2 separate regions of the Lactuca sativa genome follow, and region 2 is linked to region 1. The links are chromatin contacts, called in public Hi-C maps. All regions are on one chromosome and are shown on one strand. Each heading gives the region's core, a stretch centred on a gene start, on an enhancer-like site or on the middle of the called end of the contact. The rest is flanking DNA. Distances are from core to core; before and after follow the strand shown.

Evidence for each region. A called contact is a pair of places that touch in the nucleus more often than the background predicts.
Region 2: a Hi-C map of leaf shows a contact between it and region 1, with 4 times the contacts expected there. The contact joins the promoter of LOC111886467 here to the promoter of LOC111886471 in region 1. A contact is called at or near these places in 2 of 4 Hi-C or Micro-C datasets (bud and leaf).

Annotation. Positions count from the first base shown.
Region 1 is chr3:12,989,351-12,993,803 of Lsat_Salinas_v11, reverse strand. It overlaps LOC111886471, which reads right to left and starts at 2,223. Exons shown (of 7, transcript XM_023882713.3): 1 at 1,787-2,223; 2 at 930-1,244; 3 at 716-853; 4 at 303-640; 5 at 41-182. The coding sequence starts at 1,940.
Region 2 is chr3:13,159,337-13,163,789 of Lsat_Salinas_v11, reverse strand. It overlaps LOC111886467 (respiratory burst oxidase homolog protein A), which reads right to left and starts at 2,577. Exons shown (of 13, transcript XM_023882708.3): 1 at 1,458-2,577; 2 at 1,164-1,323; 3 at 982-1,030. The coding sequence starts at 2,118.

The sequences.
Region 1 (4,453 bases), core at 974-3,473:
GTTAATGATTATGGATAAATGTATATAATAAAGATTTTACCTTTTGAGGTTGACGTAGGTTTCATACTATCGAGGAGCATAAGATCAAGATCCTTGGGTGGAAGAAGAGAGAGGCGATCTAAAACATCTTTTGGTGGAAATAACGGGAATTGAAGTATATTTGTGAGATCAGTAACATCAACCTTAAATGAGCAATTAATAAAGTAATTAGTAGGGCTTTCGTGTAATAAAAGAACGATTGTCATGATTAAAAAAATTATTCTGTTTTTCTTTTTTATTGAAAAAGGGAAAAAGAGACTAACCTTTTTACAAGAAGATGGATCTCCTGCATCTCCTTTATTGTCATCATTCATGTTAGCTCCAGAAATGGCAGCATTTGGTAAGGAAGAAGAAGCATTATGATTACCATCTACAGGTGTCACATTTGGGGTTTGACTAGTTTGACCAGGCTTCTTAAGTTGAAGAATTGAGCAAGCTTCTCTAACTGATAGCAAAATTCTTCCATTTACAGCTTCTGTTTTCTTTTCCTTGTCTTTCATGGAATCAGGACACTTGTAACTACCATCAAGAAGCTCATTCAGTGACACTTCATCTACATGCTTTCCAAAATCGCATATATCATGTTTCGAACCATATACCCCTGACCAAAAAATCAAAAAAGATTTTATAAAGTTTGTTAACAAAGAAATAATTTCTTGCCAAAAAAAAGACATACCAAGTATGTTATTTCCACCAGCAGATGAACTGAAGCTTGACAAGCCTGCCTTTACAGAAAAAGAATCACATTTGCTTTTAGGAATTTTGCCATTTCTTTTATCGCTTCGTTTTCCAGATACAGTTGTTTTCTGTTTAGCTGCAAGTGTAAAAAGTGAGAAAAAAATATAGGAATAATGGTAAAGTATTAGTGATAGTATTTGTTTTTTTATTACCTGAAACGTTGTATTTTCCAGGGTAAGAAGATCCATGCTCCTTTTGTAGATCATTTGCATCGATTACTCCTGTTAGATTCATGGAAGCTTCCATATGTGCTGCTCGTGACCTTTTAGAACTACTTCCATTGCTTCTAGATGATTTCCCAGACTTTCTGTGTGATTGTTTAGCCTCTGGTACAGAGGTCATATCATGGTCAACAAATGTTTCTTCACTACGATGACTGGACAGTTGACCGGTTGACCTGTAGAGGTCCTCTTCTGACATCTTGTTCCAGAAAACTGGTCTTGAACCATTAGCATTACAGTTGTTATCTGTCCATGTACAGATACATCAATTCAGTTCAGGGTCCATCATTTATTTACTTGAATGGAAATCAAGTAGCATAAAGTAAAATGTGATATTATGCAAACCCTAGATTGCAGAGATGACTTGTTTATATCCTCTACGACTTCAATCACTAAACAGCAAATGCTATTTCAATGAACATGTGCAATTTAGATGATATCAACACAAGATTACTCCCCATCTTTACCGAAAAGCTACGTTTTGACTTTTGATGTCAAAAAAGAGGTGCTTTACAGCTTCGAAATTGACATGGATTTAGTTCTAGGAGGAAAAAGAAAAAAAAAAAAAAAAAAAAAAAAAAAAAAACTCTAACGACATCAAAAGGTATATGACAAGTACAGTTAATTTTGAAGTAAAACCCGAATCAATTTTGAAAATGGTTTGCATTAGGTTAAACACCCAAATTAGAAGACTAACTGTATAGAGAAAGAAAGGAGTAGAAAATAAATTTGAAGATGAACGGATCTTAGATAAACTAAATATATAAGTATAGATAGGAAATCAACACCTTTCTCCGGAAGAAATGAGCTACTGCACGTTTCACGCTCCGATTGATTCCCTAGCAACTCCACCCTAGTAACCCCACCTCCACCACCGCAACCTGACGATCTCATGATCTTTGTAACAATAGCAGCTGGAAGTGGTAACTCCACCGCGTCCATGTATTTCACCACCGCGAAATCCAAAACATCGTCGCTGCTTCCGCTATCGTCAACTTCGATCTACCAAACGAGCGATTGACGACCCAATTTTGACCATTTTGTATGATAAACCCCGATTAGTTAAAATTGATCAAGTAACTAGAATGAAGGCATCGAGTGATTGAGGGTTTGGGAAGAGAACATTTGGGGATTTTCAGGAGAGAGAGAAAGGGGAAAGGGTAGTTGCGGCTGGGCTAGGGCAAAGAAATTATGAGGACTATATATAGTTTTCGGGAAAAGGGCGGAGTGTGGGTTGGTAGGGTTCGCCGGTAAGTATATTCCGGCGAGTAGTGGGACCCGCTTATCCAAGGAATACAATAAGCTTTGGAGTGTGAACGTCATTTCATATAAAAAGTTTATTCTATTCAAAATTCAATTCCTAAATAAATCAAATCTAAAACAAGATTCAAACTCTGCTGATTACTTGATTATGTTCATACTTTCCTTGCTTTATTCTTTATATTTGATCTTATGTTAAAATCAACCAACACATGGATATAGCACCTATGAATTGATATCAAGTTAGCAAATGATCATTAATTTACCAACACACATTTGCAAGATCAACAAAAGAAAAATATTTCAAACTAGTTATAAAACGCATATATTATATGAGTTTATTGAAAAAAATAAACAAACATAAAAATCTAACAATTTATAAAATTTAAATTTATAAAAAAAACATTTAATTATTAGAATTGAAATGTTTATTTATCTTTTAAATTTAAAATAATAGTTTAAATAAATAAACAATTAAAATAATTAGATTTAATTTAGAAATTTGGAACTTATAAGGAAAATTGCATTAATAAGTTGGATATACATTTAAGTATTATATAAAATTTAATAAAATATAAAAAACCACAAAATGACATATAGATATAATTTAATTTAAATTTACTATAAAATGATATGTGGCTTAATGTATAAGAAGATGACAAGTGACAAAATTATTTTCATTTATTAGAGAGGATTATATAACAAATTTGAGCAAATAATTTCAATTAACAAGCAAACACAAATAAATACTAAGATTTCCTCGCAAATAGAAAATTAAACACACTTTGTGTGTCACCTAAGATAAATAGTAATGTATTTAATTTAAATAATTTATACCAAGAAATTCGAATAAGTGCTAAACAACATATGATTACTATGGAGTATGGACATATAAGAACACAAATTGTAAATTACAATGCATAAATTTTTCTTCCAAATAAACATAATGTAATATAAAATGCCTAATAACTTAAACTTTAATCTCACAAAAAAAAATGAATGTAAAAAAAATTAAACAATTAATTTTTGTATACATTGAGAACTAACAATAAACTAGAAAAACAATTACAAAGTAATTGCCATAACAAGATTATTCATCCAAACCACCCAACTTATTTTTAGTTTCGTAAATCCGAAGGCGGACCAATTATGTATGCTAGCAACTATATTATCAAAACAATGCATCATTCCTCAACGGCTTGGAGGCATAAATGAGCAACTTACAAAACTTCTACATCACACTCAAACCACAGCAAGGAGAAAATAAGGAATCTACATCAATCTGTTTATTAGATAGACCAGCTCTCGTAGGGAGCCAATAAAAAAGAAGCATCCATACAAATATGTTAACTTTTTTTAAGACAAAGTTGCACCATATGGTTTGGGTTTGGAACATAAAATGACATCTTTTTATACATTAAGCCACATGTCATTTTAAACTACCGATAAATTGCTTTTTTTATTTGGAAGCCATCCTGACATCCCATTTCACCCAACTCATTTTCTCCCTTTTTCATCATATACCCAAAAAAAATTAGATATGGTTGATTTAGTAAAATCAAACAACCCTTAGTAGGAGCGAATTCCACTTAGACAAGTTGAACTTAAACCTTTCTACACTCACATACCATGCCTTTTCTCGAGCCATATTTACACAAATCTCATGAGCATTGAACCTCATATGTACTCACACCCACACCAAGCAACCTATACTTCTGTAAATTAATCTTAAGACATAACCTAAATAAAAACAATGCAACACACTAACAAGATTCTTTATATTTTGTCGAGCCCAATGCCTTACAATCAAGTCATCATCCGTATAAAATAAATGAAAATTAGAACACCGCGAAACAAAAACACCACAAGTAGCATCATTCAAAGCCACATGCAAACCCTCTGCCAAGAGAATAAACAAAAAACAAAGATAGCTATCACAAAAGGGAAAAAAATATCCCAACATTTCTATAAATCAATATATTTCCAATTATGTAAAAAACTCCATAATATGCCAACGCTCTTCTTTACCACGCATATATAACAACTAGGAGGCAAACTCATGCTACGCATGGGTTAGAGGTGTTTCATTTTTATTTTTATTTTGGAATTTGTCTATAAAAATAAAGACAATGCCAAAATTAAGTAGATTACACGAACAACAACACGTTATATGGTGGAATCATGAAATGTTATCC
Region 2 (4,453 bases), core at 1,328-3,827, 170 kb before region 1:
ACGAAAATGTAATACTTGATTGCATATAATTATTTAATTTAGTAATAAAATGTTTTATAGAATTGTTGTATGCAAGTAACGGTAAAAATAGTTTTCGTAAACCAGAATTGGGAAAAACATAAAATTTATACTACCCGTCATAAAAATAAATTGCCATTACTGCATAATTAAAAAAAAAATTATAAAAAAGATAAAAGTAAAAACATCAAATTTCAAGATATCATCAATTGGAGTTTAATAATCGTATTTTATAATCAATTACATGCGAACTTCTAAAAAAATAATAAAATATTGCATTTTTCAAAAGAAAATCGAAGAAAATGTCTGTAACTTTATATAGTTCCAAAGGAGTACTTTTAACTCACGACTTTAACATTGCATGGCAACGTTTTAGATATTATTATTTCAAAAATCATTCAAAAAAACTCACGATAGTTGTTTACAGATATATTTTATTAAAAAATAGTGAGTAAAAGATAGAACTTTCCATAACTTGTAATATCATTACTACATTATATTGATATCCTGTAGAATAATGCTTCAATTAATATAATATGTCCAAAAACAAAATTTGCTGTATGTTTTCATCTCAAATTAAATGTAACTGTTAGACTGGTATTTAAATAAAAAATATATATATTGAAAACATTGAAAAGAGTTATAATGCGGTGGGTTTATTTTTTATAAGATTTTGTAAAAAAGAAGATGACCACTCAAATCAACTTCGACACATGCATAAGTAACAGAAAATGACTTTATGCCTGTAGTCCTTCAACCACTCGCCACCCTTCTTCCCACTATTTTTTTTTTCAAAACCAACCCCCAAAAACAGAAAAAGATTCATAAAAGTGTTCATGTAATCGATTTGCTATCAAGGGCATGTTTCAATTCTTTAAAATGGAGGATATGAACGAGGAATTTGGATTAAAATAAGCAAAAATGAGACTGCGATGTATTATGAATTAACAAGTAAATGTTTACCTCCTTAACTTCTTCTTCGGTGATTCTTCCATCTTCGTTCTTGTCAACCCTGTGAATGAATCGAGATGGTTGTTTGTTTATGTCATATTTTATTGAAATATTAGATTATAATGTTGAAGAGAAGATGAATTTGTTAAGTAAGAAAAATGAAGTAAAATAAAACGATTGATTGTAAGTCGTACATATCGAAGAAGATCTGGAGGCGAGAATCGAAGCTCTGATCGGTGATCTGAGACCAATATTCGTATAATTCATCTCGACTGATCTTGTCAACTTTTAGTCTTCGTCTTCTGCTAAGAGCATCGTAGACTTCAAGAGCAAATTCTTTTGAATCTTTCATTCCTTCATATGCAAAAATGGATGAATCGCATCAATAAGAATAGAATGAAAAATGAATCGGAGAGGAGAATGAATATTCAGAAGATTTCGGACTCCTAATTTCAGAATCCCTAGAATAATTCGTTGAGGGAATTAACCTATGCATTGTGCGAAATCTGCACGATAGAGAAATCCATCCTTTGCAAGCTTGTTGAAATTGTTCTGTACTTCGTTCCAACCATCTAAACCGTTGATTTTACTCTTACTGATGAATCGGAGACCTTTAAGAGCTTTATGCGCGCCGGAGCGAGTTCGATCAAGCTGAGCGCGCTGTCTACGCATTGCACGAGCAGCCAACGCCGAATCCAATCCTCCACTTCCTACGGCGGTGTTTTGCATCGCCGAGGAAGACGATGCACGTGACGTGTGCCCGTAACTCCATGGAAACCTCCGGAGTTCCTGCGAGAACTGCCTCGCTTTCGCCACCGCTTCAGCCTTCAATTCCTGTGAAAACTGTCGGAATCGGTTGGATGAGCTCCGTCGCATTGTCGGAGATCGAGACGAAGTCGCCGATGCCGGAGTTTCCATACCTCCTCCAATATCATTATCCACGTGGATCACCGTCGCCGGCTCCACACTACGTAGAACAATAGTGTCGTCATCCTGAAGATCAAGAGTCACTTCAACAAACTCCTCCCCTGGATTCACTGACGACGTATCTGTGTAAGCCGGTGAAGAACTTCCACTGATCAACATATCATCTGGGACGGTGTCGGACGCCCACCGGCGCTCGTGACGCCCGACTCTTCCACCTCTCATAACTTAGTTCACCAACAAAATCCTTACAACAAAAACAGAAGCTGGGAAAGATGGACTGTGAAAAAAGAATGAAGATTGGAAGGTAATACGTGTGGGGGGATTAGAAGAAAAGACGTATACACGCGGTGGCTGTTCTAGAGGCGGAGAGAGGGAGAGGAAAGAGACATGTTCATTGCTAACGATCAGAGATTCACTGGACCCGGATATGCCTAAATCCGATTAGGCCATCGGGTATGACACCGTTTTTGACGCGTAAAAGCCTATGTGGCAACCAATCACATTTTTTCTTCCAAATTTTAGAAAATGAGACAATAATATGTGGAGATATGATTTAAATGTAATTAAATGGTGTAAAAAGGGAAGATTGAAGCTTCAATTTTCAGCGATGGCTAAACTGGTTTTTGTGGAAGAACACATGAAGAAGAAAACAAAAATGGGTATTTGTGGACGATCCAACGAATTCTCCAATTTTGTTTTCAATTTAAGTTACAATTATGGTCCCTAACATTATGTCTTTCAATTTTTTTACACCCTATTTGAATTAAGTTAGACCATCAATTATATATAATTATATATGTTTATTTAATTTTAAAAATTAGCAATATGTTTATTTATTTTTCTTATTAGTAAAGTGATTATTTAAGTTTAAAATTATGTTTTTTTTTATTTAATCTAGTTATATATATATATATATATATATATATATATATATATATATATATATATATATATATATATATATATATATATATATATATATATATATATATATATATATATATATATATGATGTAGAGTGGTAACTATTTCTATGTGTTAGTACTGTGTAGTGAATAAGTAGCGAAGATGATTTGATGTACATGTGTTAACACTTTTGTAGTAAAGATGTAATCTTATGCTTTTCATCGTCCAAATTAATTTCTATTTGCATTAAATAATTCATTTAGTTATTGCGATCAATAATGAAAATGGCAGCAGGTATAGTAGGTGTTTAAGTTTTCTAACCGTGTCATAATGATTTTTCATTGATTTTTTTTTTTTTTTTTTGTTTTCTTACAATATTATATTCCGACATATAATTATATCAATATCTTTCGAATATAAATCAATTTCCACTTCTGTAATTAAGAGATAATAATCATATTTTTTTTAAGGTTTTCTTTACTAAACGACCAAAAAAATGGAAAATGCTAAAATCAAGCCGGGCTACGATTTTTTTAAACCAAAATGATGTTGTATTGATAAAAAATAATGTTATCTATGAAAATCTGTAAATACTATCTTTTAAAATAAGATGTCTTTCATGTTGATCGTGAAAATCCAAAATCATACTATGAAAATCTATAGTTATCTTATAAGAAATTGCCTTGATAAACATATATTTGTGTGATTTTTGGAGCCAAATTTTCATTATGCTTTTTTGTCTGATTTCAATAGAAATTTTTTCTAACTTATATATTTTTTTCTTTGTATTTGTTAACAGAACGCGAGTTCCAATATTCCACAGGAGTATCTTATTTTTGTTTGTATCGTCATTCATGACAGTCATAAAAATTCTATAAATTTCAACTCTCATATATATATATATATATATATATATATATATATATATATATATATATATATATATATATATATATATATATATATATATATAATTTCTCTTCTTTTTTATTTCTTCTCTGGTTCAAAAAGAAAAGAATGTGAATACGTATATATATATGGTTAGGTTATTTTATTCATAACATCTATTTATATTCGTAACCATAATTTTGGACCAATGGATGAATATAATTAATGGTCATGATATAAAGGTCTATGATATTACAATGGGATAACATGTACTATATAATCACACAAATTTCAACATAAGGGTATTTTGGACAATAAACTATATTTAAAAAATGAAATTTGCTGATTTTAATGGATAATTAATTCTCCTAATTTTAAAAATCTGAATTTTTTAAATTAATTCAATTTTAATTATAATGTAATTTTATATAATAATCAAATTTATTCTGACATAATGATAACCATAAAGGCATAAACTAGTAAAGATATTTTCAATTTATTCTTACAGAATATAATCCAATTAAGATATTTTTGTTAATTAACTTTATTTAACAATTCTTCATATTCTTCATATGCATCCAAGTCATAATGAGGGTCTATGATTTTATTATTCATCTACATCTGAACTTAAATACAAATTTATACATATTTTTAAAGACTAGTAGCCTTATACATTTCAATATAGTTATACACATTCTAAAAAAATATCATAAAAAATAAATAAAATTCTTAAAAAATAGCATTATTAAATATACAATTATTG